Linked DNA regions of Columba livia: region 1 is linked to region 2. A link is a contact called in public Hi-C data. All regions are on one chromosome and are shown on one strand. The core of a region is the stretch at or near the end of the contact, and the rest is flanking DNA. Distances in the headings are between cores, read along the strand shown.

What was found. Hi-C and Micro-C count contacts between places; a contact is called where the count stands out from the background.
Region 1: a contact with region 2 is called in a Hi-C map of crop, with 2.6 times the contacts expected there. The contact joins the promoter of LOC110359585 here to the enhancer-like site in region 2. A contact is called at or near these places in 2 of 2 Hi-C or Micro-C datasets (crop and liver).

What each region holds. Positions count from the first base shown.
Region 1 is chr14:4,312,698-4,318,798 of bColLiv1.pat.W.v2, reverse strand. It overlaps LOC110359585, which reads right to left and starts at 2,516. Exons shown (of 6, transcript XM_021289214.2): 1 at 2,286-2,516; 2 at 609-744; 3 at 107-129. The coding sequence starts at 666. It overlaps LOC102086398 (ovomucoid), which reads right to left. Exons shown (of 11, transcript XM_065029662.1): 11 at 5,962-6,101.
Region 2 is chr14:4,230,370-4,236,384 of bColLiv1.pat.W.v2, reverse strand. All of the region lies in intron 2 of LOC102087267 (serine protease inhibitor Kazal-type 5-like), which reads right to left. Among named protein-coding and RNA genes, the nearest start is that of SPINK1, 10 kb to the right of the region's middle. Within about 2 kb of position 4,369, at least 1 of the 3 cell types and tissues checked has an H3K27ac peak away from gene starts, as active enhancers do.

The DNA.
Region 1 (6,101 bases), core at 1,267-3,766, 84 kb before region 2:
AGTCACTCGCTTATTTTTTTCTCCCTCAAGCCTTCCCTGGGACACAGTGTATGAATAATTCATCTAGACTTAGAAATCTAAATGACAAAGAATATCTGCTACTCACCAGTCGTTCAGCAACAACAATATCTACAATAAAAACAGAGATTATAAAATACAAAGATTGTACAATGTCCTTGACCAAAATTCCTCAGGAATCATCAGTTTCTCAATATAGTAACCAAATACACTTTCTTATTACTGAGAAGTTATTATTTTCCCAAATGATTTGTCTGCTCCAAGTAAACAAGAAGTTATGTGCTAAGCTTTAAAAAGTCCTTATTTGAGAAACCAGAAATTTTGACTCACTAAAGAAGAAATAGTACAAAATTTTCTCCTTTTGCAGTACTATTATCCCCACTAAGCCTCATACATTTTAATCAGACAAATGCATCCTAATGATCTACAGTATTTATCTGCACAAAGATAAAGTTCATTAGAAGAGAGCTCACTTATTGCTAAATCACCACTTCTTCAAAAGATCGAACTCTCCTTTAAGATGTTTATATGAAGACAGAGGTTCAGGAGGACTAGAGACACCAGCAAAGACTGGAACAAAACCAACTTACCAGAAAGGCAGCTGAGAAGTGCAAGCCCAAGAAGGGCAGCACTTCTTGTTGTCTGCATAGCGGAGATGGTTGTGGACCCCGTTACTTGCAAACCTTCCCCTGTGGTGTTCGGTAGATGGTTCTCAGCCTGCTCTCCCTGCAATATATATACACATCTCCCCTGACCTTGTAAAGTAATCCCGTAGAGTAATTATTTGCTATGTAAACTAGGAAAATTGTATTGATTATTGAGGTAAGCTCTATCGAATACTTGTTAGAGATACCCAGAAGAATTAAACAAAAATGGGAGCTACACCCAGCTGTTAACAAAAGCAGCCTGCTGTACAATGAGTGATTTGTACTTTCCAAACGAGAGCACTGTCTCAATAATAGACGTTGTGAAATTACATATGGAAGTTGGTAATGCAAAAAAAGGCCATTTGTTGAAAGTGGTTTGAACTTGTGCACACCATGTTGCATACACTGGACAGTATTGGGGCTCCAGGAGAGTTGCAGGGTACACCAGGGTGGGGGGAGAGCAGCTTGGCATGCTCTAAACTGTTATAGGCATAAAATCTGGGGTTTGGCAGGTGTCAGTGTACTGTAAAGATGCTGAGGGCTCAATGAACCCCTCCACACTCTCTCCTGTAGCTTCCTGGTACACTGGATTTCTCACCAACAGAGAGAAAACAGTCATCACAACTGGAAAGCATTTGCTAAAACTTCAGAAGTTTATAAGACATTTCTGTGTAGGAGCAATAATTATTCATCTGTTGACAATGGGAATGAGTCTGATTAAGAAATTATGAGAATAAGTAGACTTAAATCCATACTGGGATAATGTTTCCTCTTAATGGCAAGCAAGTGGTGAAAGGGGCTTCTTAATACCAAAGACATTCAAGAAAAATTCACAGCATCTGCCAACAGAAGGCAAGTCCTTAGGCTCCCCCTTCCCCCACTATTATGTGGCGTTAAATTTAGAGTATCAGCTGAAGTCATGTTTTAAGGAAGATAAGTGAAGAATAATGTGCTAGGCTCTGTTAAGTGGTTCAACTCTATCACGAGTGTATGGAAAAATAAATAAGGAATATTGCATAAAATAATACATTTTTGATTTAAGGTAGAGACGGAAGGAAGTGAGAGATGGAGCATGTTTGTGCTTTAGAAGAAGCTTGATTCATATATGTGGTTTAAAGGCAGCATGATTTTTTAAATAGAATATCAGGATTGTTTTTCTTATTATCCTGGGAGAAGTTCAAGGCTTGGCATGGGCAGATAAATCATAAAAAAGTAGCTGAAAGTGCAAGGGAACTATAGGCACAGAATAGGGCTTGTGGGATTTAGCCTGTTCATATCAATGAAATCGTTTTCCTGAAAAATAAATGAGTAATGCTGTTTGGATCTTATTCACAAATATCAGAAGTTGAAGGGTTCCTTTGAAATCTGTTTCTGTTGTATTCTTAGCATCCTGAGTGCCTTGACTTTCAAATTCCTTGAACTGATTGTGAGCATATTTGGAAGGGAAGCTGTAATCACAGAAGCATTAATATTGATTATTCTCCAGGGGCAAGAATGCCAAAGCCTGAAAACAAGGCTTCCTCACAACCTGCAGCTGGTGGAGATGGCACTTGCTGGGTTCGCAGTGGAACACAGCCTGAACCCTTGTCAGCCCTGTGACCCGAGCTTCTCCAAACCCACCTCCAGATCTGTGCTCCCCAGTTACCAGAAGCTTTGCTGCTTCTCCGGTTACATCTCCAGCCAGGCTGAGGTCACACTGGTGGCTCAGGAGTTGTTGTGAGTGGCAGAGTATCTGCTGGGGAACGGCGTCATTCGTTTGGCCAACACCCGCCCTTTGACTAGTTAGATCTGCCGGGGAGATCTCCCTCTGATCTGCATCTGCTTCTGAGGGTCTGGGTAGCCAACGAGGACTGCTCCAAAAGCAGCTCTTTTCCTCCAGAAATCCCTGCCACTTCACAGGGCAGCAGGGGGAGGAAGAGGAGCAAGGAAAGAGTCCGGCTACAGGGTCTATGAGAAAGGGGGGGAGACAATTGGCAGCAGCAAGAGCTGCTGGGCTGGGTGTGACATGGGGTTGCACAAGGAGCTCCATTAACCAGAAGCAGAGGGATGGGACAGGAGCAATTGTAGTGCAGCAGATGGGTTGAAAACAGGCATTAGGAGAAGTCAAAAATGACTGTCTCCATGCACTGGGAAGAGTGAGCTTTGGGAAATGCCATACACATGTTGCAAATGCAAAAGGTAAAATGAACACACCTGCCAAAACCCCTCGGTGATATTCAGGAGTCTCATGATAGTGGGCTCCATAAAGTAGCTTGGGCCACAGGATTATTTTACCCTTTCTACAGATAGGAGAACCACAGAAAAGTTCAACTAAAACTCCCCCTGCTATTCCAAGTTCTTGGAGGGCAAACTTTTAAGAAGATTGTAGCCATATGAGTGGGATAAACATTGGAAGTCCTGTGATGGATCCTCTTGTATTGAGGTATATTTCTAAAAACTCTGGAAATTTCTTCCCATAACAGTGATATTTTCCTGGAAATCTTTTCCTCTGGTCTTAAGATTCCCTGTGTCAAACAAGTCCATAATCTACCACCACCTAAAATGTTCTTCATTTAGTTTCCCTGCCTTAGTTTAAACCTTGTCACGGGCTTCATCTGGCTACAAAGAAAAATGATACTTTAAAATTCTTTTGAAAAATCAGAAAGGTGGATGTGTGCCTGCAAGACCACAAGTTGTTATTCCAGCAGCGATATCATTGTCCTTGCTCCTGTATCCTGCTGTCACACACCGCACCGTAATCAAGAATAAAGTGGTGCTGTGCTCCAGTCTGTGCTACTGTAGAGACAAATGTGAAATGCATTTATTTCCCGTTGATGAGTGATGTGGCACACGGCAAGAGCTCCCCAAAACAGGTTGCTGTTCCCAGACCTCTGCACATGGGGGCAGAACTGGATCTTCTATGACAACATGAATTCAATTTACAGCAAGCAAAGCCCCTGCTCTAAGCTGCTCTCATGTAATATTTCTCCTTGCAGTTCAGCTATCTGATTGCTGCCTGCATATCTCCAGTCGTTTAAGCACAGATGATATCACAGGCAAGGGTGTCTGGAATAATTTGACTGTCTAGGAGCCGCATACAAACAGCAAAAGCCTGAGGATCTGGCCCCACACCTCCCAACCCTCAACAAATCTCAGCTCTGCCTCCCTGCAACAGCTCTGACACAGCCAGCCCCCAAAAAAGACGTCTCTAAGTAATTTTCTTTTAAAACATCATTTCATTTTTCTCCGCATCGAGAAAGAACGTAGTAACAAACCATTTATCCTGAATGGAGCCTCAGAGAGAAACGGCATTAACAGAAAGGTCTAGACTGGCCTGAGGTATATTTTGGCCAGCAACAATCCACTAAAACAAAAGCTTTGATATAAAATAGAGCAGAACAAAATAACTACATGCAATGTGTTAATCAGGTTGTGGGGTAATTGAACGACATTTCCTAAATTCACAAACATCAGATAATGACATAAAGTGCTGAGGTACTGCTTAAAGAATTGTACCATAAAATACCTCAGCAGGCAGACAACATTTCCTGCCTTGAATTTCCTGGAGGGGGTGTTAGATTAGTAATGGTGAGAGGATTTTGTGTTGTTGTGGCAGGATTTTATTGAGCAGCAGCAAAAAAATGATTTCCAATGAGCTGCCCATGAAAGAGGACTTGGTTCATCTCCATCCTAAGGATCTCCCCGCTGGGGGTAGGGGGTGCCGCCAGGGTCCTGCTCTGCCCTCAGTTACTCCTGAGTAACCAAGCTCTGCATCAAGGTGAAGGATTGGTCCCCATTCATTTCTACTCACAGTTTCCCCCCAATTGCCCTGTGGATTTTTCTGCTTAGCAGACATGGCCCCTGGAAGATTCCCCCTGAGGACCACTGGCATCTTGGGTGCGATCGGGAGCTCCACTTGTCTCCAAAGCACCATGGCTCCTGGGGACCATCCTCATCCCCTCCGCTGCTCCCAGGAAAGCAAATAAGTGCTGGAGCTGGTGATCTCTTACCCCCAACTCCCTCACTCAGTGAATGGGGACAAGAAGGAGTGTGAAGCCCCTGAGCCACACACCCCCAGCACAATCTCTCAGAGCCTCAATTTGTCTTGGTCCTAAGAAATTGCATCTGACACCGAAATGCCTTCCTGCACACAGACCTCCCTCTCACAGGAGGGATGTTCCAGCCCCGGGAAGGGACTTGGCACTAAATGGTTGCAGAGAGTCATGTCTTTTGGAAGTAAATTGTCTCCCTTCAGAGAGCTGCTTTCTCTGGTCTCTGCAGAGTGACACATTGTCGCTTAAGATCATTAACTATTTGACTGTGAGACTGCTGCCTGTACAGCATGCCACACTGCCAGCGCTTTGCTGTTAATGAATAATAAATTAACGCTGTGACTCTGAGCCCTTCCTTTCATCAGCCGAGATTTCCAGAGGCCGGAGAATCTCTAAGGATCCTCTATAAGCAACAGTCGGTGTAATTACCTACAAGCAGCAGCTAAGTGGTGGGTGAGGTGCAGAAACGGGCTGCAGTTGTGATTGCCAGCAGTCCTCCAAATGTCAGGTCTGTTAGGACTGACTGCCCACTGGTTTTCTGCAATGCCCTGCATGGAAGAACATTGCAAACACGAATGTGGGCAGCCAGATATCTGCCTGCCTGGAGAAAACACACTGTCCTGTTGCTTTGGGAGGCAGAGCGGATTGCAAAAGGCCTTCTCTCAGTTAAAGATGTCTGTCCAGCCCTGCTTGCAAGGGGAAGAGATGCAGCTGGGAACTGCCCTTCTTCACCACTTCTCTTGTGAGCATAAGAAATTGAGGCTAACCCTGGAAACTGAAACAGGGATGTGCAGCTCCCGGTGCCAGCAAGACCCTCTGTGCCTCCTGGGCTTTTGCAGAAGAGCCACAAAACACCCCCAACTGCACCTGTATTGGGACTGTCTCTAAATATGTGTGTCCAGGTCTGTTTGGGTGCCTTCACGCTGCCATACGGTAACTCAGGCGTGAGGCAGCAGGTATTTGACGGTAGCAGTTGGAAAGATTCCTCTCACCCAAGGACACAGTGCCTGTCCAAGATGCCATTAACGCAATAAACTGATTGGAGCATTGCACCAGGATGCAGCTCCAGCCCTGGAAAGCTGGATGAAGGCAGATGCCTTCAAGATCCACCCATTACCTTTGTGGTTGGTGTTGATTTCTTCATAGCTCAGAGCAATGTGTTCCCTCTTTGCCTGCTAATACCCACACCCCAGGATCATTGCAGCGATGTAATCATGCAACATCTTAAGTAAAAACAGAATGAGACATATTATTAAAGCAAGATATAAATGCTGTTTGTTTGTTTTTAATTAAGCAGAGGTTTCAAGATTCATCAGGAGCTTTCGAGGTTCAGGACAAGGCTTTAGGGGAGCATCTGCCATGGGGAATATCGCCAGGGAGGATTCCTCTTTCTGAGCTGAAACCT
Region 2 (6,015 bases), core at 3,120-5,619:
TTCTCATCATTTCCAGTGGCTGTGGCTCAGCACTGACTACAGTTATTCATTACCATTCATCCTCAGGTCCCAAATTGCCCACTAAACCCTGTGAAGATGTAGGCAGCCCAAAGCCTTTTGGATGGAGAGGGGCAGCCTTCAAACAACACTCTGCGATGTCAGATCAATACTGGAAAGAGCTGAAATCAGTCCAGCGCCTCGCTGAAGTGGCAGGAGAATTTCAGGCAGATGAAATGCAATTCTCTAACTGCAGTTATTAGAGACAGCGGGGCTAAAAGCCTTACTTCTATTGCAGGTACAATACCATCCCAAGGGAAGGTTTTTCTTAGCATCAAGAATCACTCTGAATACCTGTTTAAAATAGCATGTGTAATGTGCCTTAAATTTATTGCTAAGCACAAACCTCAAGTCACAGTAGCAGCTTAGACAGATTTTCCCACCTACGCAGGGGCGTCATACTTGCACCAGGGTCACAAGCAGGCCCCAGGGAGGGGAGGCAGAGCCCCAGCTCCCGCAGGAGCACCCCAAGGTGCAGGGTGAGCGCAGGGCCAGCTCGCAGCAGACAGTGCCACCTGCTGATACCCACTCCCCGTCCCAGCCCTCCTGCTGGGGCCTGACATGCACCCTCCCAGCTCGCAGATTATGTCTCGCATGCTAGTCAGCCCCCAAAAGCAGTAGTAATTCTGTATAATATTCTTGGCTGTTCATTGGGCCATTCCCCCTTTCCATGTGCTGGATGACCCCACTGCCTGGCCTCGACCATCAGTGTAGCATGGGATGTGGCACCACGTGCCAAGACTGTTCTTCGAGGCAAGGAGGGAAAGACAGGTACCTGAACTGGAATATAGCAAGGAACAGTTTATGGGTGTATTTTTATCTTCCTCTCCAACTGAAAACCTTTCTCTTGGATATCTTGAGTATTGCCATCATCTATTCCCCTCCTGAAACTTCCACCACTTCTTTGAGCATTGAGAGGAGCCCAGGCTGCTTAGAAACACCTTAGGAATTAGCAGGGAGACCACCTACCCTATTCATACACCATGATAAGATGTGCAATCATTTGTATGCTGCAAATGCACCGCATGCCCACAGACCCAAAATGCCTTAGACAACAGTTGTGGGGTTTAGCTTGATCCCATAACAATGCAACATCCTCACAACGCTCCTGTGAACTACTCCAGGCAGCATTTGCAGAATGGCCCAAACCAGAATCAAAACACAGTGCAAAGCCACCAAGCTCAGCAGGACCGTGGGGCCCTCAGGGACTGAGAAGGACCTTGACATTCACTACAAGAAGTTTCTTAATGAATGGGTGGATTCCTTATCATGTTCCCAAACTTAAGTCTTGAACTTGCTCTTCTCTTAGTTAAAAGTGGTTCAAAGGTGGAATGCCCCTCCCCAGGAAATCTACTTCCTAAGACATTTTCAAGCCCAAATTTGCTTTTCCATTAGGTGGCCACCAAAATCTTTAGTTCATATCTTACTTCACTCCTTGACCAACAAACAGCTCATTAACCTTTGTCTTGAGAAGTGAAAGAGAAGCCAAAGGATTCACTAGGACACATGCTTAAACCAGTTTACAAAGCAAAGTTCAAGTTGAAGGGAAAATCTCCAGAAATAAAAGCAATGGCACATTTTTTTATGTACAAACTACCATTATTACTGATTATTTACCCTGCAGCAGTCACTAAAGTCGTAGTGCCATTGTCCCAGATAATATGCACATGTTAAAAGGCAAAATTCTTTTCTGTAGAAACTGTGAAAAGACAAAAGAGCATCATTCTTAGGTGGAAGCAAAACCAGAAATTAATTGACTACCCTAAGTTATACAATAAGTGGCAATACTGAACTGTGCATACTAATTTGCACACAAAACATGCTTATTAGTTATATTAAAGGCCACAGGACACTGCTATCAGTCTGTATAAACAGCACCAGCCTGTGCTACTCAATTCTCATTTATAAAGCATACCCCCAAATCTTCCCTCATCCTTCTGCACTAATTTTAGAACTAATTAAATTAAACCTGTGACTCAGATCTCTGATTTAGGCTTACATGATCTTTGCTAAAAGACCTTTCTGTGCTGTTATTTGGCAGCACTCTCCCAAACATAGCCAGCTCTGCCTATTCCACAGGCTGGTGATGATCATCAGCTCATGGTAACACACACAGGACAAGAGCTAAAAACCAAGGAACTCTCTCAAAAAAACCTCAACCACCAGTTTATACATCTGTGGTCAGTTTGTGCCTAGCACACCAACATTGCAGTGCCCTGGCTCCATGGAATGAATGCCCAAGAATTTAACTAACATGCAGATCTCACTCCAGAAATCAGGAAGACAGCATCCAGACATTTCTACTGTTACCCAACCATCTAATGTTCAACCAGAGACTGCCCGAGAAGGAAGAAAACCTCCAAGCACTATAGAGATTTCACGTAGTTTACAAAGAGAGAACAGAGCCCATTGCCTGCAAAGCCACTTCTCAAAATCCTTTTCCAACAGAAATATTGTCAATATAGAAATGAATAGAGCCTGCTCCAGCTCTCTTGCTGCAAGTTGTTACCGGTGAGCACAGAAACCAGTGCAGGTGCCAGCATCGCAGGGCTCCTCATAAACCTGGCACGCGTGAAAAATCTGCCTGCCCATGAGCAGATGCAGACACATCTCTGATGGGAAAGTTGGTTCCACTGGGCCACCTGAGAGAAAACCCTTTCAAAAACCACCTTTGCTGCACACATACCCCAAACAGACGGCTTTGAAATGAAAAATACTATCACAGATCACACTTTCAAATAAAGCCCTACAAAACCAGGGCCATCCTTGAGAGTATAGTTAGTCACACTGCTTCCCCAAGTCTCATAATTACCTGAAATTTGACCTAATTTAAGATTTCACATTCAGTCCACAGATCGCTCAAATCCCAATTCCAGCAGAATCCACTTCTTCCCAGTGCAGCATCCACAGCACATTCCAGCACAATCCCACCACCACTTGCTGAGACCAACCATCTTCCCTCCAGAACAGACCCTCAATGCGGGGGGACACATATTTATAATACCAGGGCTCATCACATGCCTTGAGTCAGCTGAGCTTGTTTCCCCAGTCATTGTCTTTTTCTATTTCCATCCTTCAGTCAGAGTGCTGAGTGGCACAGGAGAACCAAATTCAATTAACAGGATTAATAGCAATTAAGCCCCTATTGGAGTCAGGGTTGTGGTCTTTGGGCCTGGAAAGAAACTAGCTGGCACTGCAGCAACGTAAGCAGCAGGTGATGCCAGAAGCTTTTTATTTCCAAGGAGAAAAATTGGTTGTCTTTTTGCAAACCTGCCCCTCTCTGATCAGAATTTGGCCCAGATGGAGCCAATTCCCTTCCAGCCAACTCCTGCCTCAGCCCCACTCTTTGCACACAGGAAAGCTCATCTTCCTTTGAATGCCAGTTATAGGATCTGAACAAACCATCTCAAAGCAACTTTCTTTTTCTGTGCCCGCATTAAAAAAAAAAAAAAAATTAAATTAAATTAAACTTGTCTCATAGCATGTGTGGGAAAAAGCAGAGCACTTGGATGTGAAGCTAAAGATCCCTTTAGTTTGCCTTATCTGTGGGATTTGCTCATGACAGCCTGACCGCAGTGTGCAGGGGGCTCTGCAAGGGGAACTGGGCCCAGCTACTGGTGCTCTGGGATGTCCCCACTCCCCTGCCTGACCCTTCCCACCACAATCCTTGCAAATCCTTCCCACCCCATCCTTGCAAACAGGAACAGGGTGTCACTCCGGCAATTTGTCCTCCGGTCTCACTCTGTTATCACAGCACCTCACAGTAGTTATTTTAGCTACAGAGCATCTTTCTGGCTTCCTGTGTTGTCCTTTAGTGTTCTTCCTAATTGAGGGCTTTTAACTTTAACAGCGTTGAGCAGCTGTTCTTCTTCCGGCAGGGGAACGAGGGGGAGGCACCAAATCTTTTATTTAAACTTCTTCTGTTAAGAGTGGGAACATGACCCACACACAAGCAGATGTCCCTCAAATGACAAGCCTTCCCTGCTCTGCCTGGGGTTCCTTTTAGCCACCAGTCCCATGAACCGTTGAATTCACTGGTCCACACATCATCCCCAAGCAGGAACCAGAGATCTCCAGCTGAATATTTCCTCCAGGGTCAGTCAAGGGGCTGCACATGGTTTGGTGGGAGTCAGAGGCTCCCAGGTCCAGTGCTGGGCCATCTGTGGGTGAAATACCGGACAAAAACTGGATGGGTTTGCCAGGGGCTCCTGTCCATGGAGAGGCAGATTAGATCTCCGGACAACAAGCAGAGCAGCAGCAGCTGGGAGCTGCAGGGTCTCACCTTGGTGGGTCTCACTGCTTTGCACCAAGAGAAGCATATTGTGTGCAGCAGCCACCAAGCAAAATGTAGAGTGGGATGGGAAGGTAGCCAGGAGGACACACTGAGACTGGTGCCCACAATTCCTCTCCAGCCAGGGTGGGATCTGCACAGTAAAAAGCTGCCTCAGTCCTCAGAAGAGGGCTAGGATTTACTTTTGTCAAGGACTTGAAAGTTTTGAAGTCCGGAGAGAGACAAGAAGCAGCATGTTCCACCAGTGCCCCAGGGAAATTGCAACAGTCACCAGTCAAAAGCATTCAAACATCACAAACCAGACCCAGATGATCATGAATCACAGCTTAGAAACCACAAATGGTTCTTAAGCCTTTTCAAAATAAAGTCATTTACCAACAGGCTTGTTTGGGGTGGTTCACATTTTCCAGCCTTCTTCCAAACCCGAGAGAGAGAATGGGCTAAAGTAAAAGCAGAACTTCTCTTACAGTCCCGACACCCGGGAACTGGGGTGTTAACAGGCAGATATTGCGACATTTGGCTCAGGGTCACACTTGTTGGTGGTGCTGGGGCTGCGGAAAGGGCTGTGTGGGAGCCCCTGATGCTGGGAAGAGTGGGCAAGGGGTGACCCCTTGGTATGCTGAGCCCAGACAGGCTCGTGACCCCTGTGCGGAGCTCTGGAAGGTGTCATTGCTGGCTGTGAAGGGGAGCAGGTGGTCTCCAACCCAGTCCCCAGCTCCCTCCAGGGCCCCCTTGCCCATGAGGCCAACCCCACACTTGTGGCTGGAAGTCTGAGGGATGTCAGAACAATTTTGTTTGAAAATGTTTCCCTGGCTTTTCAGCAAGCAACAGACATAGGTGATGTTAAGTGCACTAACACAGTAAAACACTGAGTGCTCCTTGGGACCAAGGTCATGGGAGGTCCTGAGGCTTCAGTCAGAGCAAGACCTACATGCCAATGAAGTACAGACAGCAAAGCTCTTAGGTGTCATCAATGTTTTAATCCTTGATTTAAATATTGATGTGATGGAAGAGCATAAAAGCAGTATCCCGGAAAGCACCGGGTCGCCTAGTCCAGCACCCTGTCCTCACAAGGGACCCAGAGACCTCCTCCAAGTTTTTTACCTCTCCAGTCCACTGCTGACTGTCTAAGTCTCGTAATGTTAGCTCTAGTTTATAATAATACAGCATCATAAATGCAAAGCTGGACATCATGATAATTACTTATGACTTACACTTCTGACCGGCACTGAGTGTTTCTATGGAGGCTTTAATTATCATTTATGTATCTTTGTTCCACATCCATAAAAATCTCAGGGCTCTGTATGGCTGAAAGCTGAATTTATAGGATCCTGGAAATGACAAAGCCCGGATCCAGTGGGAAAGGCAATGCCAGATCCAGTGAAAGGACATAAATGTCAGCAGGGCGTAAAATGTCAAAATGAGCCAACAGGTGACAGTCCCAGACGGTGAAACTGTAGTTCCCGGAGTAAAAGGGACTTGTGGCAGCTGCGTCTGTGTCTGATTCATGTCTGCACCTCGATGGAGATGTAACATCTCTGAGTATTTCCTACAGAAACAACAGCATAACATGGGAACCTCAGCTGGTTTTTAACAGGAGAACCAAGTTTCTTGCTGAGTGCAACTTGAAACTATTATATGAGCCAGGGGCTTCCAGAAGCTCAAAA